Regions from separate parts of the Cricetulus griseus genome. Here region 1 is linked to region 2. Evidence: chromatin contacts called from public Hi-C data. All regions are on one chromosome and are shown on one strand. The core of a region is the stretch at or near the end of the contact, and the rest is flanking DNA. Distances in the headings are between cores, read along the strand shown.

What was found. Hi-C and Micro-C count contacts between places; a contact is called where the count stands out from the background.
Region 1: a contact with region 2 is called in a Hi-C map of fibroblasts, with 3 times the contacts expected there. The contact joins the enhancer-like site here to the promoter of LOC100750890 in region 2. A contact is called at or near these places in 4 of 8 Hi-C or Micro-C datasets (the CHK-Q cell line, the CHL-YN cell line, the CHO-K1 cell line and 1 more).

What each region holds. Positions count from the first base shown.
Region 1 is chr3:17,329,868-17,336,434 of CriGri-PICRH-1.0, forward strand. No RefSeq gene overlaps it. Among named protein-coding and RNA genes, the nearest start is that of Pkd2l1, 40 kb to the right of the region's middle. Within about 2 kb of position 1,459, at least 6 of the 6 cell types and tissues checked have open chromatin away from gene starts, as enhancers often do. A contact at or near this core is called in the CHO-K1 cell line and fibroblasts, where this site is marked.
Region 2 is chr3:17,277,716-17,283,854 of CriGri-PICRH-1.0, forward strand. It overlaps LOC100750890 (stearoyl-CoA desaturase 2), which reads right to left and starts at 2,068. Exons shown (of 6, transcript XM_027407237.2): 1 at 1,712-2,068; 2 at 922-1,204. The coding sequence starts at 1,735.

The sequences.
Region 1 (6,567 bases), core at 209-2,708, 52 kb after region 2:
GGCAGGAAGCCAAAGACTGAAGGAGGAGACAGGCTATGGAAGAAGAATAGAGAGCAGTGCGGAGGACATGAGGGAGCAGAAAGGTTGAGTCAGGGGAAGAATAGAAGATAACAAGAATGGAGATACCATAATAGAGGGAGACATTTTAGGTTTCAGAGAAATCAGGCACTAGGGAAATATCTGGAGATCTACAAAGATGACACCAGCTAACAATCTAAGCAACAGAGGAGAGGCTACCTTAAATGCCCTCCACTGATAATGAGATTGATGACTGACTTATACGCCACCCGATAGCCCTCATCCAGTAGCTGGTGGAAGTAGAAGCCGACACCCACAACTAATCACTGATCTGAACTGGAACCCAGTTGCAGAGAAGGACGAGTGATGAGCAAAGGGGTCCAGACCAGGCTGGTGAAACCCAAAGAAACAGCTGACCTGAACAGCTGTTGGTCCCCAGACCAATAGCTGGGAAACCAGCATGGGACTGATCCAGACCCCAGGAACATGGGTTTCAGGGAGGAAACCTCAGAAATCTATGGGACCTCCTGTAGAAGCCCAGTATTTATCCCTAGTATAGGTGTGGACTTTGGGAGTCCATTCCACATAGAGGAATACTCCCTGAGCCAAGACACACTGGGGTTGGCTTATCCTATCCCAAAGGATAAGATAGACTCTGATGACACCCTCTGGAAGGCCTCACCCTCCAGGGGGAGCAGAAAGGATATGTGATAGGTAGGGTTTTAGTTGGGAGGAGGGGTGGTAGGGGAGGACCGGAGGGAGAAGGGAACTGGGATTGTCACGTAAAACAATCTTGTTTCTAATTCAAAAAAAAAAAAAAAAAAAAAAACAAGAAAAAAAAAAGAATAGAGAGCAGATACCGAATGATTTCTGTGAGATTCATTTTGGTGAAGCCTCACCCTCTGAGGAGGCTACTCGATAGTTTTTAAGGTGTCAAATGGAGTTATCAAAAGGCTTGGTCATGGTCACACCAGCCAGGACAAGGTAGAAGTAGGAGCTCAGAGAAGAAACGTAAGGCTGATGCCCAAGCTCCTGAAGCCCAACCCCATTGCCCTATGCCTCATGACAGGGCCGGCGGCTCGGAGCCCACTGCTCCGCGTTTCTCTCCCACAGACAAGACAAGCTGCTACCCTGGGCAGCTCTCCCTCGCCTCCATCTAGGATGGCAACTTCGGGGTGCAGGCTGCAGGCTGCAGGCTGCAGGGGCGGCGCCTCCTGATTGGAGCGGGCGCGGGCAGAGCCGCAGCGCGGCTGCTGATTGGCTGCTCGGGGTCGGGTGTTGTGGGCCGAGTGAACGCGAGTAACCTCGGGGGCGGTGCTGACCGAGAGTAACCCCGGGGAGGGGCTGCTCGCCTCGCCTTTGTCTCCGGCGTTGGGCTCCGGGCCGGCTGGCCTGCCTGGGCAGAGACGGGCGTGGGAGCGGGGGCGGGGCTTCGTGTGCCTGAGCAAGCACCCGCGACCTGCGAGTCTGCCCGCTGCGTTTGAGCACAGCTGATGCTGTCTCCTGCCCCAGGTCCCAGCTGTGTAGGAGTCTAGTGGGGTTCTGTGTGAGGTCCAGTGGAGGGCTTTAGGAAAGAATTTTGTGGAGAGCCACGCGTGGACGTGGCGAAAGTGCCTTAGTAACTCTGGAGGACAGGCTGCCACCTCCTATAAACAGCCTCCAACAGGAAAAGGCTAGGCGACTTCATGGGTAAGGAGTCTGAAGAGTGGTTCAGACACTGTGGGAAACAGGTCGGTGACCCAAGAAGGCTTGAAGAATTACCGGAAGAGCACACAGCTCCACTCCTGTTACACACCCAAGTCAGGTGGAAGCAGATACTCCAGTAATCAATCCTGCAGTGTCTGTCACCGGACACACAGGGCCAATAAACTCGCCACCTCAGTTTTCTCATTGTGATTAAATTTAGTTGTCGGTTTGACTGGATTGAGAATCACCAAAGAGATATTTCTGGAGTATGTCCGAATGGGCCGACTGAGGAGGGGGAGAGCCACCCTGAATGTGGGTAGCATCTCGACACATGCTGGGTGGCGTCTGGACTGAATTTAAAAAGGCAAAAAGAGTCGCAGGCAGCCTGCAGAAGCGTTTCCTGACTACTGACACAATGTCACCTCATGCCCCTGCTGGTGGAGCTGGGGCACCTCCCTGACAAGCCTTCCCATGTGAGCCAAAAGGAAAACTTCCTTCCTTGAGTTGCTTTTGCCCGGTATTTTATTAACAGCCAGGAGAAGAAACGGATGCACCTGTATTTCCAAGGAACTAGGAAATAGACATTGGGAAAGGAAATGGACCTGTTTACACTTTGACCAAAAGTGTGAGGCTCTCCTTTCTTTCCCACTGTGGCTGTTCCTCTTACAGAGAAAAACTAGAATGTATGCAAATTTGGTTGTGAAACGGTTAACTGGGGAAAGGCGACTGCTCAACTGTGCTGGGAAGGTGGCTCAGTGGATAAAATCCTTGCCAGATAGGACTGAGGACCTGACTTCAAATTTCAGAACCCAGGTAAAGCCAGATGACCATCTGTCATCACAGGCGAGGGAGAGGCCGCTGAATGCCCCGGAGTTCCCAGGCCCGCCACACTGAGAAATGGATAAAGACACTGTTCTATTCATATACAATGGGATGCTAATGAGAAAAATATAAAGAATCGAGTACTGATTGGTGCTGCGCTGTCAACAGATGTTCAAAATATGCCTGAAAGAAGCGAGCCAGATGTAGCGCTCACGTCTTGTATGATTCTATTTCTGTAAAATGTTGCATTAAATTAAGAGAGAAAGGGAAATCAGTTTTGCCAGGGGTGGGGAAAGGGCTTGGGAGGTGAGAGGAGAAGGGTGGGGATTGGGTGGGGTAGTGTCTGTTTGGAGTGAGGAAAATGTTTTGCAACTAGGTGTGTTGGCTCCACAACAGTGTGAGTGTACAGCATACCATAGACTCATTTGCTTTAATTTTCTCATTTTTACTTATTTTTAAATAGATTTATTTATTTATTTAATGTATATGAGTGCTCTATCTGCATCTACAACCTTTTGCCAGAGAGGGCATCAGATCCCACAATAGATGGCTGGGAGCCACCATGTGGTTGCTGGGAATTGAAGTCAGGACCTATGGAGGAGCAGCCAGTGCTCTTAACCTCTGTGCCATCTCTCCAGCCCCGTCATTATTACTTTAGAAAAAAACTAAATGATTTACAGTTGCTATAGCTTGTACAAAAGTCTTAAGGAAGATGGAGGAAAGAAACTTGCTAAGATAAAACTCCTAGGATCCCAGTAGGGCATGTTTCTGACCTGATTATCAATAGTACACTGACTGTATCCACCAGTGTATCCAGACCAGCAGATTGTGGGAAATGCAAGCACGTCAGGACTAGTGTGGTATGGGGATGAGATTATAGTCTGTATAGAATGTCCACATTAAAATGGCTAATTTTGTATTGTGGAGATTCCACATCATTTTAAATGGCTATACCATTTAAAGGAAAAAAGTGCTGGGGGGCGGGGGGGATGGGGTGGTATCTTCTAGGTCATTTAGATTTTGCTAAGAAATAAGAGGTGGTGCTTTGAGCATTCTTGCGCCCTCTGCTGGCATTGTAAAATAACTCACTTTCCTTTAACTGCTTCCTTTGAGAAATGGTCCAGAATGAATACCCCTTGGGGTTTTTTTGAGCAGGTCCTCATGTGGTCCCATACCTACCACGAGTCATCACATCACACCTGCTCCTTTATAGCTTGGGTAGAGAAGCCTTGGGGGGTGTAGTAGAGTGGGACAGAGCTGTGGCCCAAGGAAGAAGTTCTTTTTGTTTCTAGCAACTCCAAGGCACACTCTGCATTTCTTGTGCCTTGCGATTATTATTGGAGTCCCTTGTGCCAAATTTAATGAGCAAAATAAGTCTGCCTGCATAATAGGATGTTAATATAGGTCTCAAGACTGGACTTACACTCACGTGACCTCATCCTCATGTGACGTTTACCGTGTTCTGTAGTGGAGATAGACCTAAACACCCCTGAGATGTTTTCATTTCATTGTGCACTGACTGTCTAGGTACAGGGAGACTTTCCAGCAGCAGAAGGTGTCCTTGAGGAACTGAGAAAGTAATAGAGTGTATTGTTGTTGGAAAAGAGTCAAGCAAATGTCAGACCCAGCTGTAGTTTAATGTGAAGATACACTAATGAATCCAGGCACTCTGGAGGTAGAGACAATGGGTCTCTGTGAGTTCAAGACCAGCCTGAGATACATAGTGAGACCCTGTCTCAAACAAGCAAGCAAGCGAGCAAACAAAAGTTTCCGTAACTACTTCCACACTGATTTGACCAAATAAAGAACTCAACTTTATTAGAAACAACTTAATGGAAGAAGGAGTGATTGGGGCTGGAAGTGTCAGACACTGAGGTCCATCTCATCAGGGAAGGCACGGTGGAGCAGAGCATGTCACATCATGGGGACACAGAAGGGAAAGAAGCCTTTCCCTTCTGGGATCTGGAATCTGCTTTGCCTTCTCGCTGACTGTGAGTCAAGAATCTTCAACACAACAGCTAATCGCCTGTTTATGCTCTTTTCCATAGGACACCTCAAACATTGATGTTGCAACAACAAATATACTTTTTAAAAGCCAGAATGCTTGTGACCTTGTGGCTTGGCACTCCTGCTTTATCCCTAAATCAAAACAGTGTGCCTTGTGAAACCACCCTACAGTTTCATTTACAAAAGATTCTCTGAGATAAGGAAAATAAACCAGCTCCTTGAATTTTAACTTTTGAACCACATTTAAAAATGCAAGCCTCGTGGCTGGAGAGATAGCTAGCTCAGAGGTTAACAGCACTGACTGCTCTTCCAGAGGTCCTGAGTTCAATTCCCAGCAACCACATGGTGGCTCACAACCATCCATATGAGATCTGGTGCCCTCTTCTGGCCTGCAGGCATACACACAGACAGAATATTGTATACATAATAAAAAAGAATCTTAAAAAAAAACACGATAATTCCATTTAAAAAAACAATGCAAGCCTCACTTGGTCTTCAAGCGTTGTTGTAAATTATATCCTTTGAGGAATGTAATTTAGAAAGGCACTGCATCATCTAAGGGAAGACACTCAGGCCAGAATCTGTGTATCTTCCTGTGGTCTCTGTTACCCTCTCTTGCTCTGCTCCTTTTCTTAGTCAGTCCCTTTATCTTCTCAACTAGTCTCCTACCTTCAAGTTTTGCTACCTAGCAAGTTTTGCTTGCATGTCGGTGTGCATTTGTGCAGTATCTAGAGAGGCCAGAAGAGGGCACAAGACTCCCTGGGACTGAAATAAAGACAGCATGAGCTGCTGTATGGGTTCTGAGAATGGAACCTAATTCCTCTGGAAGAGCAGTGGTGTTCTCAACCAATCACTTAAGCCATCTTTCCAGTCCCCCCTTATTTCCATGTCTTTTAGCTTAATTTTTATTTTTATATAGCCAACAAATTTCCCTAGAATTACATGACCATGGTAACAGGTTTGTTTACAGAAGTGTGGACGCTTTACCAATGGCTAAGCCAAGAAACAGACAGAGAGAAGGAGGAAGGGGGGAAGGAAGGCAAGCTATCACTCTCTGTCTCTCATGAGCCCCACTCCTAGGCATGACATGATGGTGACAGGCCCCATTTTGGATAGGTCTTGTGCAGTTAATCGCGACTGCTGTAAGTTTAAGAGTACAAAGACCATACCATGCCCGGAAGGCAGTGTTCTGTTCCATCTTGGCCTTCTCTCGGGCCCTTACCTTCTTCCTGCTGCTCTTCCATGCTAGTCCCCAAGCTTTGGAAAAGCTGCTGTGGACGCATTCAGGCACATATTCTCAGTCCTTAGACAAACAGGGTCTCTGACGATACTGCTGACCACTACAAACAGAACCTTCCCTGACCAAAGCTGAGCAAAAACATAGCTGTTCAGAAGGTAATTTGATGGGCACGTTATATCCATTTAGGAAAACAACAATAGTCACTTCCTTACTAAGGCCTATGAACTCCACAGCTACAGGCTTTAAAAATAATTTAAAAATTACTATCATTATTTGCATGTGTATGATATGTGTGTGTGTGGGGTGCACATGCAGGCCACAGGATGACTTTTGGGAGTCAGTTTGTTTTGGAGGCAGGGTCTCTCTGGCCAACCTACTGTGGGCTAGTTGGCTGACAAGCTTCAAGGGAATTCTCCTTTCAGTGTCTCCCATCTCTCCATGGGAATACTGGGATACTATGTTCAGCTTTTCACATGGTCTCTGAGATTGACCTTAGGCCATCAGGCTTTCTCAGCAAGCTCCTTTACCTGCTGAACCATCTCCCTGGACCCCAGCCAGCAGCTTTTTGATGGTGAATTCCCTTCCAATGAGTAGGTCTCAAATCTACACAGGAAGCAGTTGGTTACCCTCAACAGACCTGCTGCTATTGTACTGGTGAGCACACCGCTTGGCCAGGCAATTTGTTGAACGCAGGGTCCACAGCTCAGGAAGATTTTGATGAAAATTCTTCCCTAATGGCCTGCTTAGCATCTTCCAGCTGTTTCATTAAATCGATTATATGCAACAAATATTCA
Region 2 (6,139 bases), core at 818-3,317:
TTCTATACATACACTGTCCTCCAAGAGAGCTGCTGTTGGTACCTATACTCAGAATCTCTCCAGAAAACCTCCCACTGTGTTGAAGAACCCCTTGCTCATGGCTCCTCCCTTCCTGGTTCAGGGTTCAGAGGTGAAACCACCTGCAAAGAATGTGTGTATCCAGGGGGCAGCATGGCCACCAACCTGTACCTATGGACCCCTGTGGAGCTGAGTTAGTGGCACACTCACAATCACAACCATCTGAAGGTTGGAGCTGATCAAGCCTCTACTGCCTGCCTGCCAAAGAGGCGTGTGTTAGGTGTGGTGTTTGCTGGGGGAGGGTCCACAGCATGACGTGGGCACCGCTGATGAGCAGCAGCAGGCAGAATAGAAGGTGAAACACTAGTCTAAAAATGGTCTGTTCACTGGCTTCTGCCAAACCCTGGGGCCATACACCTGTGCAGCTGTTTAAACAGGATCCTGCTTTCCCTTCCTCCAGGTCAAACCAGCTTGCTCTGGCTGGCCAGGCAGAGAGGTCCAAACGGTTGTGTTTATAACCCCCTTGGTTCTCTCCTCCTAAATAGTATCCCCTGTCTCTGTCCCCCTCACCGGGCTCAACAGGTTGCCGCCCATGAGGCCCGGTGCTCTAATTCTTGGTTCCAAAGTCCTTTAGGCAGGGCCTGCTTCTTTTGTGGCAGCAGGGCTGGGACAGGTGCCATCAAGTGACTCATACAGAAAACCCTGTTCAGTGGCCTCAGCTTCAATGTTAAGAGACTCTTAAAATTCAAGTTCCCCCATGCTAATCCCACTAGGCTCTTTTCCCAGCCCATTTGCTCCATCGGGAACCAAAAAGAAAGGGCTGCTGCCTTGGGTCAGAAGTCACCCTTTTTAAGAGCAAGGAGAAACCCGAAGTGCTGGCCCAAGACGAGGGGAGCTGCTCACCAAAGAGGCAGGTGTAGAGCCTGCAGGACGGAACCAGTGTGATCCCATACAGGGCCCCCAAGTGCAGCAGGGCCATGAGGATGATGTTTCTCCAGACGTACTCCAGCTTGGGCGGGGGCCCCTCCTCATCCTGGTAGCTGGGGTCATATAAGTCATCTTTTAATTCAGGGCGAACATCTGCTCCCCAGTGGTGAGGATTCTTTTCTAACTTCTCTCCTCCATTCTGCTGTCCCCCAGAGGGAGGCGCTGTGATTGTGGTGGTGGTTGAGTAAGAGCCAGAGATCTGCCAGGAGAGGGAGTGGAGAATTAGGACTGCAGACGCGTGGGGGCAGCAAGGGGTACTTCCCTCTACTGTAACTGCGGGAAGGATGCAATACCGGCCATACCCCAGCGTCAAGGTTGCATGACGGCGGAGTGCACCTCGAAATGGAACAAGGGGAAGGTCCCCGAATGCGTAGACTGGCAGGAATAAGCCTTATGTTGAAGGGGCAGGAGAGAGGTTTTATTAGCAGCACCCTCAGCAACCCACAAAGGAAATCGAAGAGGGCCAGGTTTCACTTGAAAGACTAAGAAACACAAGTTGGGGGAAATGAACTGCCCGGAGTAAAAAATCGTGTTATCACCCAGTAAAGAAGCAACCATTCAAGCAAGGTAGAGAAACTCGAAAATGATGGCTAAATGCTCCCAGCTGCTCTGAACTCCCTCCACCCCCCCCCAACCAGCCACCCACCTAGAAGTCCAATCTGCACCCGCCAGCCTCAAAGAGAGGGGTCATTTGAGGGGAGCTCACCTCTTGCAGTATGTGGGCCGGCATCTTGGCGTTGGGCGCTGGGGTCACGCTCCCAGGGATGAGAATGTGCAGCGAGCTTCAGACCTCGGGACTGAGGGTGCTATGACCAAGTTTCTGCAGCCCACTGGTGCAGAAACCCTGAGCTCCCTGTGCAAGCCCTGGGCCAGAGCTGGCAGTGAGGTAATCGTGTCCTATATTTCCTTAGGTTCGTTTTATTGATCAATGACCAGATACAAAATCAAAAGCTGGCTGGCCAAGGCAGCCGCGGGCGGAGATAAGGATAGGAAACGAGAGGACGCCAAAATCGCAGCTTGCAGCCACCAGTGTCCAGGAGTCAGAATACTGCAGACACCAACACCGCATTGTCCCATCCCCAGTCAGGAGGAGGGGGGATGCTAATGAGGCTTTCGTAAACTCTGGCTAGTCATTGGCCGACGGGAATTTGGTACCACCTCGTCCTGCTGCTCTCATTGGCTCTGCACAATCTGCTGTTCCCTCTGCCTCCAACTCCTCCTCCCCTCCTCCCTTCTTTTTCTGCCTCTAGGCTTCTCACCCATCCCCCGCTGGTCCTCCACCCAGCCCCCACCCCGCCACGGGGGCGCTTCGGCGCTCTCTCTGGGAGAGAAGACCCAATCCAGCAGTGGGGGTTGGCTTCCAGGCCAGGAAGACCCGGCGAGGTACATAGAGGTTGCACAGTTGGGGAAGCCACGATAGCGACGACCACTCATAACTCCATCGGATCTTGGCATTTCCAGAGGCGCGTGGGAGGGGAAATGGCTACCACCAACAGAGAGCAAAACTGAGAGGGGCCTGCAAGCCCGCCTCCCTCCCCAACAGGCGCCTCTGTAGACCTTGCTGGAACAATGGCTCTGCCTCGCCCACCAGCTCCAGGGTGCTTACCAGATAATACCCGGAGCTCTGGTGCCATAACCAAGTTTTTATAGATCTGCGACCTGCCCATTTACACCAGGCTCAGTTACTAAGGCCACTGTGCACAGTCCGAGGGCACAGCCACCGTCAGTCGGCAGTATCCAATCCCACCCCCATCCCCATGCCTTCCAAATGCACGTGGCACTGTCAGGTTGGAATTCTGCAGTTTTATGGAAAAGACCAGGAAACAGCAGGCCGAGGGACTCGCATGTGGAATAGGAATAGAGAACGCGTGTTGAATGACTGCTGCAAGCCTCACTGTGACCGCGCAGTGGGGACTCCATCCTTCCACTTTAAGCAGGAGGAACGTGACAGACACAGATAAGATAGATTGGCGAGTAAGTGATGAAGCTGGCTGAGCACAGCGATGTGAAACCAACCGATGCCCGAGCTCTCGGCCCCTACCTAGGACCCTATGGCCCTTGCACCCTTAGGTGCTCTGATCTCACACAGAGACCTACCCTTCATGGCCCCATCTTCTCTGCGTCAGTGTTAACTATCAAGAGAGCGTGTAGCCTGGCAGGCTATGCAGTCTGCTTCCATATACAGGCCATCCCATTATCATCGCATTGCCCACCTCCTCTAGGAAAGGACTTGGTAGAGATTGGCTACTCAAGAAGAGAGGTGGCAGGCATTTCCTGGGAGCAAGATAGACAGACCCTTTGCCTCCTGGTTCTCAGGGGCTTGCCAGCTCTCTAGCTAGTGATTAAGACACCTTCATTCCAGGCCTGGCCTCGCTGGCCAGTGCTGGCTAGGAATGCTGATTGGGATTCTCGAAAATGGCAGTTGAGTTGTCTTGGCCCAGAAGTGCTGTGTGAAGTGAACTTATCTGTAGGTGCCACTGCCCCTTGGGTTGTCTGTGTGATGGCTGATGGGCTTGGTTCTTTTACCGGCTGTGTCCTTGGCTGCCAACAGAAACTCCCTTAGACTGTGAGGCTTATACATCAGAAATCGGTTTCTCACCGTTTGGGAGGCTGAGCATCTACATCAAAGCACCAGCTGTCTGATGTCTGCCAAACATGGGCCTCCGATTCACAGGTGGCCATTATTTCTCTGTCTTCAGTGGGGGGCTGGGGGAGGTAAGCTTTGCCTCTGTGGAGTTTCTATTTTTTCTTCTTTCTTTTTATTTAGAAACAATCATTTTGCATATCAATTCCCCCATTCCCTCTCCCTCCCATCCTCCCGTGCCCCCTCTCCACCCCCCCAACCCACCTCCCACCTGCTCCCCAAGGATGGTGAGGCCTTCCATGGGAGATCATTAAAGCCTGCCACTGGGGTTTCTATTTTTTTTTTTAAGATTTATTATTACTTTTAGTTGTGTGGTCGTATTGTGTGTGAGTGTGTACACGTGAATGCAGGAACTTGGAAAGCCAGAGGTGGTGGATCCCCTGCCGCTGGAGTTGAGCAGTTTAATATGGGTGCTAAGAATCAAATTCTGGTCCTCCGGAAGAATAGCAAGCACGCTTAACCACTGAACCTCATCTCCAGCCCGTAGGGTTTCTTTTGTAAGGACACTAATATCCATCCTCCAAGCCCCCATTCCAAATACCGGTGAGGTTTCACCATTATAGTTCAGATTTCAAAGTACTGCTTGCACTCTTTAGGGTAGAAGATGCAGGGTTCCTTTGGGATGCCTTAATTGCTGCAGAAGACTGCTCTACCTGGGAGACCTACTCTTGCACATTCTCAGCCTGCAGTCCACAGTGCTGCTGGCGCGGATACCTGGGGCTGGTTGGCGATGTTACTTAAGCCAATTGCTGTTGCACTCATCTTCTATCAGAGAAAGCTAGAGGAGGCTTGCCAAGACAACAGTGTAGAACAGGAGTCCTACATTTCTCTCCAAGACAAGTTGCTGCCCTGGGGAGAAAGCTCTGGGAGCCTAGAAAAGGGCTGAGTTAGGGAGAATGAATTCCCGGAAGAAAGAAGGTGGGAACAATGGAACTGTTGATAAGCAAGCAGTCCGCAGTCCGATGCTGCCTCGTTCATCTCATGCCTTCAGGAGTCCTTGACTGCACAAAATAAAGCTGTGTGGAAGGAATGGTAGGAGGGCAGCATCAGGCTTTGGCATCACAAAGCATTAAGTGACCATCTAGTTAAAAGTTATTGGTAATATGTGATGAACATTTGTCCACAGTCAAGTTTGCAGTGATGCAGGCAAGAGCTGTTTAGGTACGGCAATGCACAGTGTATGCTTGGAAGATGTGTATGCTTGTAACACCCCTGTATGAAAAGGGACACAAGGTGTTATGGCAGTTTTAAATTTTGACCCTTCAACTCAAGAGAATAAGAATAAAATACCTCCCATGTAGGCAACTTACATAAATAAGTTAATTTTAATTACAGGCATTCCTATTGGCCTTGGGATGAAGCATGTACTTCTTACCATAACTTTGGAGACCCTCTGGACCATGTACCTTCCCTGCTTATGTATATCCCTTGAATGTCCTCATTTCTCTTCAACCCCTTGATATTTTACTGTTAAACCTATGAACATTCCTTTCCTTTCGCCTAGAGCATTCTGCCCCTCCAACCCCTACCCACTGTTGGCCTTACTGTTTTATGACTTTGTTTTTAAATCACCCAATGGTTTACCAGGCTGGCTCTCCATGCCATGTGTTCTTTAAGCCCTCTGCTTTTCTGATATTTGTACTGGGATTTACCAAGAAGGTCAGATTTGAGTACCTGACTCAACGTGGGCTTTCAGTGGGCGTTTGTTCATTGAACTTGTTGAATACATCGTAAACAGATATTTGAAATATTACCCCTGTATTATCTTTTCCAGGACCATTCTCTTTTAAGCAATAGATGAGCATTATAGCAAAGGTTGTTTTGAAAAGAAGTGCCTTCGAGGTGTGTATTGTTTCTTTACTTCTCAACCAGGGTGGCAAGTGTTAGAACTTTCTAGGTGTGGGGAGTGGGGAGTGGAGATACAGCAGATGAATGGAGAGTCTTTTGTCTAGCATCACTTTGGGACCTTACAGTCGGTCTCTCACCGCGGCATATTTTCTACCTCTCATTTCTAAGCCAATGGCAGGAACTAGCTAGGCAAAGAGAATAAAGAAGAGAGAACCACACACTTGACTGTGAGCTGGCTTCATCCTAGCTCAGCAAAGCTCTTGCTAGAGAAATTCCTTTCATCACAGTGTGAACTCATCTTTCTCAGTGAGAGAAAAGAATAAAAATTACTGTAAGCAGTTATTCGCTATCATGTCCAGATACAAAGTAAGTATTTTCTAATGTGGAATGAGGTCAGGCTATTCCCATAAGCTCCATAAGGAATGTGAATTAATAATGATCTTTTAATTCACTCTTCTACCCATTTCACTCCCCTCCCCTTCCTTCATTCTTCCCCTTTCCTTTCCCTGCCCTTCCTTTCCTTCATGAACAATTCCAATCCAAAGGCATCAGCTAAGTAAGGTCTTTGTCCTCTGGGTGGTTGGATTTCTGGATCGCAAAGTGCCTAGAATTAGGTGCCGCAGTGTAAGCCACTGAAGAGCC